3 separate regions of the Mus musculus genome follow, and regions 1 and 3 are each linked to region 2. The links are chromatin contacts, called in public HiChIP or PLAC-seq and promoter capture Hi-C maps. All regions are on one chromosome and are shown on one strand. The core of a region is the stretch at or near the end of the contact, and the rest is flanking DNA. Distances in the headings are between cores, read along the strand shown.

The links. Promoter capture Hi-C pulls out the DNA fragments that hold promoters and counts their contacts. HiChIP or PLAC-seq counts read pairs in DNA pulled down with a chosen protein or histone mark.
Region 1: an H3K27ac HiChIP or PLAC-seq map of microglia shows a contact between it and region 2, with 6 times the contacts expected there. The contact joins the promoter of Vamp5 here to the promoter of Ptcd3 in region 2. A contact is called at or near these places in 9 of 39 promoter capture datasets (the 3T3-L1 cell line, the C10 cell line, the HPC-7 cell line and 3 more), 1 of 484 Hi-C or Micro-C datasets (CD4 T cells), 6 of 115 datasets of contacts at active chromatin or transcription factors (acute myeloid leukemia, bone marrow-derived macrophages, microglia and 3 more) and 4 of 9 other capture datasets (adipose tissue, liver, macrophages and 1 more).
Region 3: a promoter capture Hi-C map of erythroid cells shows a contact between it and region 2, with 3 times the contacts expected there. The contact joins the promoter of Ggcx here to the promoter of Ptcd3 in region 2. A contact is called at or near these places in 2 of 39 promoter capture datasets (embryonic stem cells and erythroid cells), 3 of 115 datasets of contacts at active chromatin or transcription factors (embryonic stem cells, microglia and stem cell-derived neural progenitor cells) and 3 of 9 other capture datasets (embryonic stem cells, liver and pancreatic islet).

The regions. Positions count from the first base shown.
Region 1 is chr6:72,378,276-72,381,969 of GRCm38.p6, forward strand. Vamp5 (vesicle-associated membrane protein 5) reads right to left here and starts at 2,193. Exons shown (of 3, transcript NM_016872.4): 1 at 2,106-2,193. The coding sequence starts at 2,108. Gm52494 (a long non-coding RNA gene) reads left to right here and starts at 1,007. Exons shown (of 3, transcript XR_003956310.1): 1 at 1,007-1,498; 2 at 1,622-1,829.
Region 2 is chr6:71,907,263-71,910,732 of GRCm38.p6, forward strand. Ptcd3 (pentatricopeptide repeat domain 3) reads right to left here and starts at 1,500. Exons shown (of 24, transcript NM_027275.3): 1 at 1,372-1,500; 2 at 532-584; 3 at 391-427. The coding sequence starts at 1,478. It overlaps Polr1a (polymerase (RNA) I polypeptide A), which reads left to right and starts at 1,791. Exons shown (of 34, transcript NM_009088.3): 1 at 1,791-1,977. The coding sequence starts at 1,901.
Region 3 is chr6:72,412,843-72,416,045 of GRCm38.p6, forward strand. It overlaps Ggcx (gamma-glutamyl carboxylase), which reads left to right and starts at 1,466. Exons shown (of 15, transcript NM_019802.5): 1 at 1,466-1,607; 2 at 1,830-2,000. The coding sequence starts at 1,565.

The DNA of each region.
Region 1 (3,694 bases), core at 943-3,442, 470 kb after region 2:
ATCTGGACATGGTGTCAAATACTTGTAATCCTAGCACTTGGGAGGCAGAGGCAGGAGCATTGCTGCAACTTCAAGGCCAGCTTTGTTTACTTAGGTCATTTAAGGGCAGGGTATATAGCAAGACTGCCTCAAAAAAATAGTTAACTCCATTCAGGCACTGTGGCTCAGCGACATCGTGAGTTCTGCATCAATCTGATCTACATGAGACCTTGTCCCCCAAAACCAAACAAGCAGGCTAAATAATTTTTAGTTATTTATGGTGGGGCTGGAGAGGTGGCTCAGCATTTAAGAGCACTTGCTGCTTTTCTAGAAGATCTGGGTTCCTAGCACCCACTTGGCGGCTCACGGGTGCCTAAAATTCCAGTACAAGGTGAAATTCCCTCTTCTGGCCTCCACAGGCACTGCACACACATGGTACCCCGCACACATACATGCAGGGGAAAATTCATACACATGAATAAAATCTTTTAAAATGATCTATGGTGCTAGGAAGATGCCTCCATAAATAAATCCCCTGTTGCACAAGTTTGGGGACCAGAGTCTGACTCCCTAGCACCCACATAAAAGCCAGGCAGTCTGCCTGTAATCCTAGGGGCAGGAAGAAGGGGCCGGTCCCAAGGACAAGCTGGCAGCTAGACGAGACAAACTGGTGAGCTCCAGGTTGAACCAGAGATCCCGTCTCCAAAAATAAAGTGGAAAGCTGTTTAATAAGACACCTGACATCAGCCTCTGACTTCCACATGTATCTAAACAGGCATGTGCCCAGACACGTGAACAAGCGTGCATACCACACATGCAAAAAAATATTGCTCATTTCCATCTCTCATTTTCATCTCCTCCATCACTGTTTTGTGCTATTCCAATGGCAAAAAAGAATTTTTTTCTTAAATCATTTTGACTGAATGAGTCCCAGTGAAGAAAAGGGAAAGGAAAGGGAAATCAGTTGGGGGTGGGGGTATATATGGTAGTCAGAGGGATGGGATGCAGGAGGAAAGAGCTGGAGACAGAAAGGGGGACAAGGGAAGAAGAGATAGATGATGGAGCTGGAGACAGGCTGAAGGGATAAAATTAATGCATCCCCCAGACTCTGAACCCCCAAGGTTCTCCTGAACAGCCAGATAACCTAACCTGGCGCAGCCTTCTTTTCAGAACTTCTCCTCAAGAGCTGAGAGCCAGTTGAAAGACCATCTCTGCCCTGTACTCTCGGAAGTGGGCTCTCAGCTCCAGCCCATTCTCAGAGCCTCCCTCGGTTTCCTGGTGTGGCCTCAAAGCTTAGGGCTACCTTCCTGCCACACTTCCCTTTCCTGCCTCCAGTTCCCTAGAGATGAGGCCATCCAGGCATTGCCACCCCTAGCCAGGCCACATCCATCCCATCTTAGAGTACTAAACTTGCTTCCAGTCTGGCCACCTTCCCAGGAGCCCTGGAAGGTGGGATCCAGGCATCAGTGGTCCCTGACACTTTTGTCTTGGAAATGGCAAGTCTGCAGCAGGAGTGAATGTAGGTGACTCAACTCATGATTATGTTACTAGGTAGAGGTTAGGAAAGAGTCAGCAGGCTGGGTCACAGGGATAACTTCATGGAACTTTTATAGTAAACAACTTATTTTCTCTTTTCCCCCAGGGAAGTGTTTATCTGTCAGCACGTCAGCACGGGGCCTCTACCAGGCATCTGCTCAGGTTTCCAACCCTTGGGCCAGCTCTGGCTCCTCTTAGCCTGGGGAAGAGCTGGAGAGGTCATCGCATTACCTACCACTTCTCAGCAAAGGGTTCTGAGTGCCTGGCAGCAGCGACCATAAACATCTTCTTTAACCTCTCAAGGACCCACCAAGGTAAGTATTGCTGCCCCTACTTCACTGCGCGGAAAAGGAGGCTCGTGGAGGTTAAGTAACTTGCCCGGTATTGCCGGGAGCTGATAACTGCTCCAGGAGCGTGGGAAGCTGTAGCACCGCTCACTCTGCCCCGACGGGGCGCACTCCGAAGTCTCCCTCCCCGGTTGCCTGCAAAGTTGGGGACTAGTCCGTGCGACCAGCGTGACCTATGCCCCTGGGGTTCAGAATCCTGCTTTTTGCCCCTGCACAATCGCCCTCTGCCCCTGCCCGTCTCACCATTGCCTCCGCAGCCGCCGCCGCTGCCTGCTCGCCGGCTCCGATTCCTCTGCCCCGAGCGGCCTCAGTGCCCGCGGCCCGGGAGGAAGCCGTGGGGCGGGGCGGGCCCGCAGCCCAAGAGGGAGGGGGGCGCGCCTTCTCAGAGGTGCCCGTCCCGGGCAAACCGAAAGCGGTGACAGGACCCGTGGGGCGCCTCCTACCGGGCCACAGGCGTCCGATTTCCGATGACACCCCAGCCTGGTGAATTGGGGACCGATGTCTCTTGGATCTGGGGCTGCATCAGGAGTTAGCCCAGGAGGCGTCATTCCGTCATGCAAAAAGCATCTGTGGGAGCTATGTGCTGGAGCTGACATGAACAAGCCAGAAGTATTTGCCACCTTGGTGAGTGCGTCTCACCCGAAATTAAAAACACACCAACCACTCCAAAGTTCTGATTATTTACAGACGGAACAGGCAGTATTCTGAATACATTGTATGTCACCGAGTTATACCCTTAAAAATGGTAAGCTAGGGCTGGTGAGATGGCTCAGTGGGTAAGAGCACCCGACTGCTCTTCCGAAGGTCCGGAGTTCAAATCCCAGCAACCACATGGTGGCTCACAACCATCTGTAACAAGATCTGACGCCCTCTTCTGGAGTGTCTGAAGACAGCTACAGTGTACTTACATATAATAAATAAATAAATCTTTTTAAAAAATGGACTCGCGTTGTGGAAAGAACCAACTCCTGCAAGTTGGCCTCTGATCTCCATACATTGGGGGAGGAAGATTTTTAAAATGCTAAAGTGTTGCAGACATTTCTGTGAGCTAAAAGTCTCAATGGTGTGTGGATGGATCTCAAGTTTTGAACCAACAAGAGGCAGAAGAGGCAAAGGAGAAGATGGGAGCCAGCTTCCAAAGTGGTACTCAAGCAGAGACCATCTCTTTTGGATAAGAATAAAATACAAACTACACAGACTGTCTTGAAGAGTTTCACAGCATGAGTTTAGGACAGAGTTGCAAGCTGCTGCAAGGAAAACAAACAGGTGTTGCCCAGCCTGAGAACACACACTTTCTCTTAGATTCCTGGTGTGGGCCTTGCGGGATGGTCCTCTAACAGGTGAGGAAGATGGAGTTCTTGACGAAGAGAGATGCCGAGGAAACTGCGGCTTTTCTTGCAGAACTGGGAACTGAGAAGTCCTTTCCTTAATCTCATTGGCCCGTCCCAGCCTCAGGCCAACTTCAAGGTTAAAATGAGGTTGTTTGTAAAGAACTGTGCAAAAGGTGCAGAAAGCCTGAAGACTTGTAAAGGATACGCTGTGCTCTGAATTCCACAAAAAGCTCACGGAGGAATATATTAAGTGGTGCTGTTTTATGTGCTTAATCGAAGGCTAAAATGTGAGACCGCAGAGACGGCTCAGCAGTTAAGAGTCCTGGCTGCCCCTCCAGAGGACTGAGGTTTAATTGTCAGCACCTACATGCCAGCTCACTACATGCCAGCTCACTACATGCCAGCTCACTACATGCCAGCTCACTGCGGTCTGTTAACTCCAGCTCCGGGGGATCCGATGCCCTGTTCTGGCCTCCAAGGACACGTGTCACACATGGTCAC
Region 2 (3,470 bases), core at 250-2,749:
CCCTATTCTTGTTTCTAAAGACAGGGCATTACTGTATGAACTCAGTAGGTACACTAGTCCTACTATGCAGAGATCCCTGTGCCTCTGCCTCCTGAGACTAAAGGAGTATGGTACCATGGTCAGCCACTGTTCCTATTCTTATGCAGGGAAACAAATGAATCTAATCATATTTATACAATGATATCAAATAGCCACTCCAAATGAAACAAAAGTACACCTAATAGTTCACTTATAAATTAAATGTATAGTTTACACATAAAATTATATAACAAGACTTAAAAAATAACAGCTAACATGGTATTTGTCTATGTGCTAGGCACTATTTAAATCCTTATGTTTTATTTACAGTAAATACCCAATCACCTGGTAAGTGAATAGCAAAATACTCACCATGTTTTCTTTTTTGGAATGACTATTTCTTCAATCCCTTATGTAGAAAAAAAAATAAAAATAAACAATTTTCTAACAACACAAAGAAATACAATGTCTTTTCATTTTTAAAAACTTCTATTTCCATAGTTTTAAAAATACCTGTTATATCTGATCCTTCAACCTTTGGGAGGGATTCAGTTCCAGCATAAAATCTGCATTAAAAACAAAACAACAAAAATCCCACTGTTAGCACTGCTCCCTGATGGCCTCAGCTCAGCTCCTACCGCTAGCTCTGCTGACTCAGCTCCACCCGCATGCACACATTCTGAGCCACATTTATAGAGGCATTTAGATGTAGTGTAAACTTGTAACCCAGTTTTATTTATTTTTTTGTATTGGTCCAAAGACATCGTATGAGCTAATTATCCACTCTACAACTGACTTAAAACCACCTCCTATTTCCACCAGGCCACTGCATGAAGGATGTACAAAGAAATTACATAAGTATTTGCAACACCACCAGATGGAAAGAATGGGGTCAGACGTTTTAAGGCTTTCTGCTTTTACTAAAGTCTTAGCTTATTCTTAGCTGAAGGTTCTCATAACGTTCAGTCCATACTGGTAATATTAGCCTGCCCTTTATTTGTGAAAGATCTGTTACTTTGCCCTTTCTTTTTTGCAGGGTTAAAATGAATAAGGGGGGGGGGTGATAAAGAAATTTGTGTAGGGGCTTGTAGCGGCACTCACGGAAATGTAAACTTCACGAGAACAGGGCCCTAGTTTAAAGGGTAATTTTGGCTATACATAGTATTGCAACCAACCAATAAAAATTTTCCGAAAGAATTCCCGAACTCGCAGATCTAAAGATCACTAAATACGACGCTACCTCGTGTTACCCTTGAGAGGGCCGGGCCTCGACCATACAAATGCCTTTGCATCTTACCTACTTTCACGACTCTCAGGGAAATGCAAGACCAAAATGACTCTGGGTCTTCTTACCTGCAACAGACCTTCGGTTCACACACACCCGTCCCCCGAGTGGTCTGCAGCAAGACAAGCCCGCTGCGAAAGGACAGGCGGCGAGCTGCAACCGCCGCCGCCGCCATCTTTGGACTCTTCGCGGAGCACGTCGGGAACGACCTCCGCCTCCAGGGTCGAGGGGCGGGGCTGGCGTGGAACGTCTCATCTCCAAACGGGTGGTCACAAGGTCCTGTTTGGCTAGACTAGCAGCGGAACGCTCAGTACACATCGTTCACCTCGAATAAACTTACTTGAAATGCTGTTCTAAAGTCTCCTGTGTAATTTTGCTTTTAAACTGAAGGAGGGTTTTGAGACAGTTTTCTTCCACTCCTTACCCACCCCGAAAGCAAAAATGAACTCGTCCAAGCCAATTTGCCAAGCCGCGGTTCTCGCACGCAAGCGCAGTGGAAAAACACATGGTGGCTCTGCGCTACAAGACTCAAGTGGCGTTCTCTGCGGCTGACTGGAACTTCTCTCGTAGTGACGGACCTCAAAACTGACTCGGAAGATGCTGGCCTCCAAGCACACACCATGGAGGCGGCTTCAGGGCATTTCCTTCGGAATGTATTCGGCCGAAGAGCTCAAGTAAGGAGTTAGTGGGATGCGTGTAGAACAGGGTTGTGGAAGTTGGAGCTGGGAACTACGATTCCCAGAAGGCTTTGAGCCGAGCCAGTCCGGGGGCGGCGGGGTCGGGGTGGGGGGTGGGGGGCTGGCTGCCTAGTGCTTGCTTGCTGGTAATGGGAAGGAATGCGCTTGCTGCATTTTCATCTGTTCATCTTCCTCATTAATCAACTAGTTTTATGTCATTTATAATCACATTACATCACACGCTTATCAACTTCCTAATTAGTCTCCTCTGGTCCAAGCGATGATGAACTTTTAAATCTTGGATCAAGACCCTGGCTATGAAGTCCTGGGGACTCTTCTCTAATGCTTTTTGATCACGATAGCATACACGCTTCTTAGACTCCCATTAATAACTCAACATGCATTAAAAACTCCCAGCATTGCCGGGCAGTGGTGGCGCACGCCTTTAATCCCAGCACTTGGGAGGCAGAGGCAGGCGAATTTCTGAGTTCGAGGCCAGCCTGGTCTACAGAGTGAGTTCCAGGACAGCCAGGACTACACAGAGAAACCCTGTCTTGAAAAAACAAACAAAACAAAACAAACCCTCCCAGCATTCAGGAGACAGAGGCAGGAGGATCTCTGTGGGTTCGAGGCCAATCTGGTCTTACAGAGTCAGTTCCAGAGCTTCGTGGACACAGAAAACCCGTCTCGAAAAATAAAAAAACAAACAAACAAAAAGGTAGACCACACTGGTAACATCAGCACTACCCCCTCTAGGACACATCTTGCCATTGCAATCTCCATATGTAATCAGTCAGTCTTCATTTCCCTGCCCCTGCCGCATGGTAACCACCTGTCTACTTTCTATTTCAGTTATTCTGACTGTTCAGGCCCCTATTCAAGTAAAAGGAGTCAGTCAGCCCCGACTTCTTGTAACTGGCCAATGCATTTAGCATACTGTCCTCAAAATTATAGATAAATAGATCAGAACTTCCTTCCTTTTTAGGGTTAAGTAAATAGAACATGATATAGATAGATAGATAGATAGATAGATAGATAAATAGATCAGAACTTCCTTCCTTTTTAGGGTTAAGTAAATAGAACATGATATAGATAGATAGATAGATAGATAGATAGATAGATGTGTGTGTGTGTGCGCGCGCGCGTACATGCCGATTCATCAGCTCATCTGCTGATGGACATTTGGGCTATTTCCAATTTTTGGCAATTGTGAATGAGGCTTCTATTAAAGTGTGTACACACCCAGACTCAGAATTCCTGGTTTAGACATTAATGCCATTTTTAACCTTTTGAGGAAGTTAATTCAGTTTTTCATAATTTCAGCACCATCGTATGTTCCCATCAATCATACATAAAGACTCCCTCTTCTCCAAGTCCTTTCTAGCTGTGTGTTTGGTTTGTGTGTTTGTTTTGATCATACACTGATGGGTTATGGTATCTCACTGTGGTTTTGACTTGCAATGATTTGAAGAATGCACACATCTTTTCAT
Region 3 (3,203 bases), core at 216-2,715, 510 kb after region 2:
ACTAGCAAGATTTTGCTGAAAGGACCCAGATATAGCTGTCTCTTGTGAGACTATGCCAGGGCCTAGCAAACACAGAAGTGGATGCTCACAGTCAGCTATTGAATGGACCACAGGGCCCCCAATGGAGGAATTAGAGAAAGCACCCAAGGAACTAAAGGGAACTGCAACCCTATAGGTGGAACAACAATATGAACTAAGCAGTACCCCGGAGCTCTTGTCTCTAGCTGCATATGTATCAAAAGATGGCCTAGTCGGCCATCACTGCAAAGAGAGGCCCATTGGACTTGCAAACTTTATATGCCCCAGTACAGGGGAACGCCAGGGCCAAAAAGGGGGAGTGGGTGGGTAGGGGATTGGGGGGTGGGGTGGGTATGGGGAACTTTTGGTTTAGCATTGGAAATGTAAATGAGCTAAATACCTAATAAAAAATGGAAAAAAATTATTTATTTTGGGCTGGAGAGATGGCTCAGGGGTTAAGAGTACTGACTGCTCTTCTAAAGGTCCTGAGTTCAATTCCCGGCAACCACATGGTGGCTCACAACCATCCGTAACAAGATCTGGCGCCCTCTTCTGGAGTGTCTGAAGACAGCTACAGTGTAGTTACATATAATAAATAAATAAATCTTTTAAAAAATTATTTATTTTATGTATATAAGTATACTGTAGCTGCCTTCAGACACACCAGAAGAGGGCCTCGGATCCCATTACACATGGTTGTGAGCCACCATGTGGTTGCCGGGAATTGAACTCAGGATCAATGGAAGAGCAATCAGTGCTCTTAAATGCTGAGCCATCTCCCCAGCCCCTTCCAAGTGCGTCTTTAACTCCCCAACCCACATCTGCAGAAAAGTCTACCCTTTTGCACCTCGCGACTTTTTGGGAGGGGGTGCAGGGACGGGATGTTCAAACCTGGAGACTCCTGATGGGGTTCGGGAAGGACTCAATGAAATTAGGAAAGTATAATTCTTAGTTTTTAAATCCTAAAATGTGGGAGACAGAGGCAGAGTGGCAGAAGGATTGCTGGGAGTTCGAGGCTAGTTCGGTCTCAAAAGCAGGCATGGTGGTGAGTGTTTTTATTCCAGCACTCCAAAAGCAGAAGCAGGTGAATTTGAGGCCAGTCTGGTTTACATAAGCGAGAAAACTACAAAAAGAGATCCAATCTAAAAACAGCAAAGCAGGCGTCGAGATTGAAGTTCAAGTATGTGATGGGATAGCTAGTAGTATAGAGAGAGACACTTGTTCTGAAAACTGTCACTCCTTCCTCTCAATGCCAAAGTTAGATTTAGCAAGCGCCTGCGCTGCCCATCCCCAAAGGTCCTCATACCCACCCGGTCTCTGAGCTCAGGGCTCGGCTCAGGATCGCCCCGCCCACACTCCTAGCCCACGCCCCCTATGCTTCAGTGCGGGGCCGGGGGTTCCGGCCTTCACGACAGTGCGGGCGCTTTCCGGCCGTCCGCGCGAGTGCTTACGTGTCGAGGAGGCGGGGCCTAAGACAGCAAGTCTAAGTCTGGAGGTTCCACTGGGTCCGACCTGGCTGCAGAGAGGCTCACCTGTCCCTGCAGTCATGGCTGTGCACCGCGGCTCCGCACTGGTTGCTCCCGCCTCAGGTAGGCTGAGGGTTGGCGAGAGGCACGGTGGTCTTAGTGGGGAAGTGGCTTATTGAGAGAGATGGCGGTCTGTGTTGGAAGATCGTAGGAGAATCTTGGATGACCTGAGACTCAGAAGGTTGCAGGAGCTGGATCAGTGGAAGAACCCAGTGGGTGGAGGTCCTAGACTGTAGGGACTGCGGTTTTCCCACGCACTTTTTGACCCCAGGTCTTGGTTTGTAGATAAAGTACAGAAAAACAAGTCTGCACAGACATCAGGACTGAAACAGGGCAGCCGAATGGAGAAAATTTTAGGGTTTGAATGGACAGATTTATCTAGCTGGCAGAGTGTCGTGACCCTGCTTAACAAACCAACGGACCCTGCAAACCTGGCTGTCTTTCGTTTTCTCTTTGGTAAGTCCATTTTCTGGATGGGGACATTTTGGTTGAGGTGGTGGTGGTAGTGGTGGGAAAATGTCATCTTATTTCTTTTTAAGATTTATCATTATTTTGTTTATGTGTATGTATGTATGTGTTAGTTTGCTTTCTATTACTCTGATAAAAACACCATGATGAAAAGCAACCTGGAAAAGCATGAGTTCATTTCAGCTTACAGTTGTAGTCCATCTCGGAGAGAAGTCAGGGCAGGAATCTGGAGACCAGAACTGAAGAAGAGGCCATGGAGGAACCTTGTAGATGCTGGCTGGCTCCTCGTGGTTTGTTCAACCTGCTTTCTTCTACCAGTAGGGATCACCTGCCCAGGGTGGCACCATCCACAGTAGGCTGTGCCCTCTCACATAAATGCTTACGGGCCAATTTCTTCGAGGTATTTCCTTAGTTGAGGTCCTCTAGCTTGTTTTTAGGTGACGAAGATTAACCAGGGCAGTGTCTGTGTGATTGTAGGCCAGGCGTGTGCTTGCTTGTAGAAGCCAGAAGAGGGAGTTGGACCCCTTGGAGCTGGAGTTAAAGGTAGTTGCTGCCTGATATGGGTGATGGGGACTGAACTCTGTTCCTTTGGAAGATCAGTTGCAGGCTGGAGAGATGGCTCAGAGGTTAAGAGAGCATTGACTGCTCTTCCAGAAGTCTTGAGTTCAATTCCCAGCAACCACATGGTGGCTCACAACCATCTGTAATGGGATCCGATGCCCTCTTGGTGTGTCTGAAGGTAACTACGGTGTACTCATATATATAAGATAAATAAATCTTTTTTAAAAAGAAAAATAAAAAGAAGATTATTTGCATTCTCATAACTGCTGAGCCATTCTCTCCAGCCTAGTTGCCCATCTCTTCTCCTTAGAGCTGAAGGTATTGGAATAATGGAAGAATTCTTTGGAAGTTTGGAATTATCTGGCCTTGTCATCTGCAGTTAGGGTTTAGTGTTTAGAAATGCTTTGGACACATGGAGTAGAGGAACAGCTGCATGCCTGTGTGCATGCAAGAGCATGCTTGCATGTGGTGAGTTTAGGCCAGAGGTCGGTGTCAGCTGTCTTCCTCAGCCACTGTCCATCGTAGTTTTTGAGGTGGGGTTTCTCTCTCCTGAACCTAGAGCTCACCAGTTGAGGTAGACTGGCTGGCCAGCAAGCCCCAGGGGTCAGCCTGTTTCTCAGCCACTGAGAT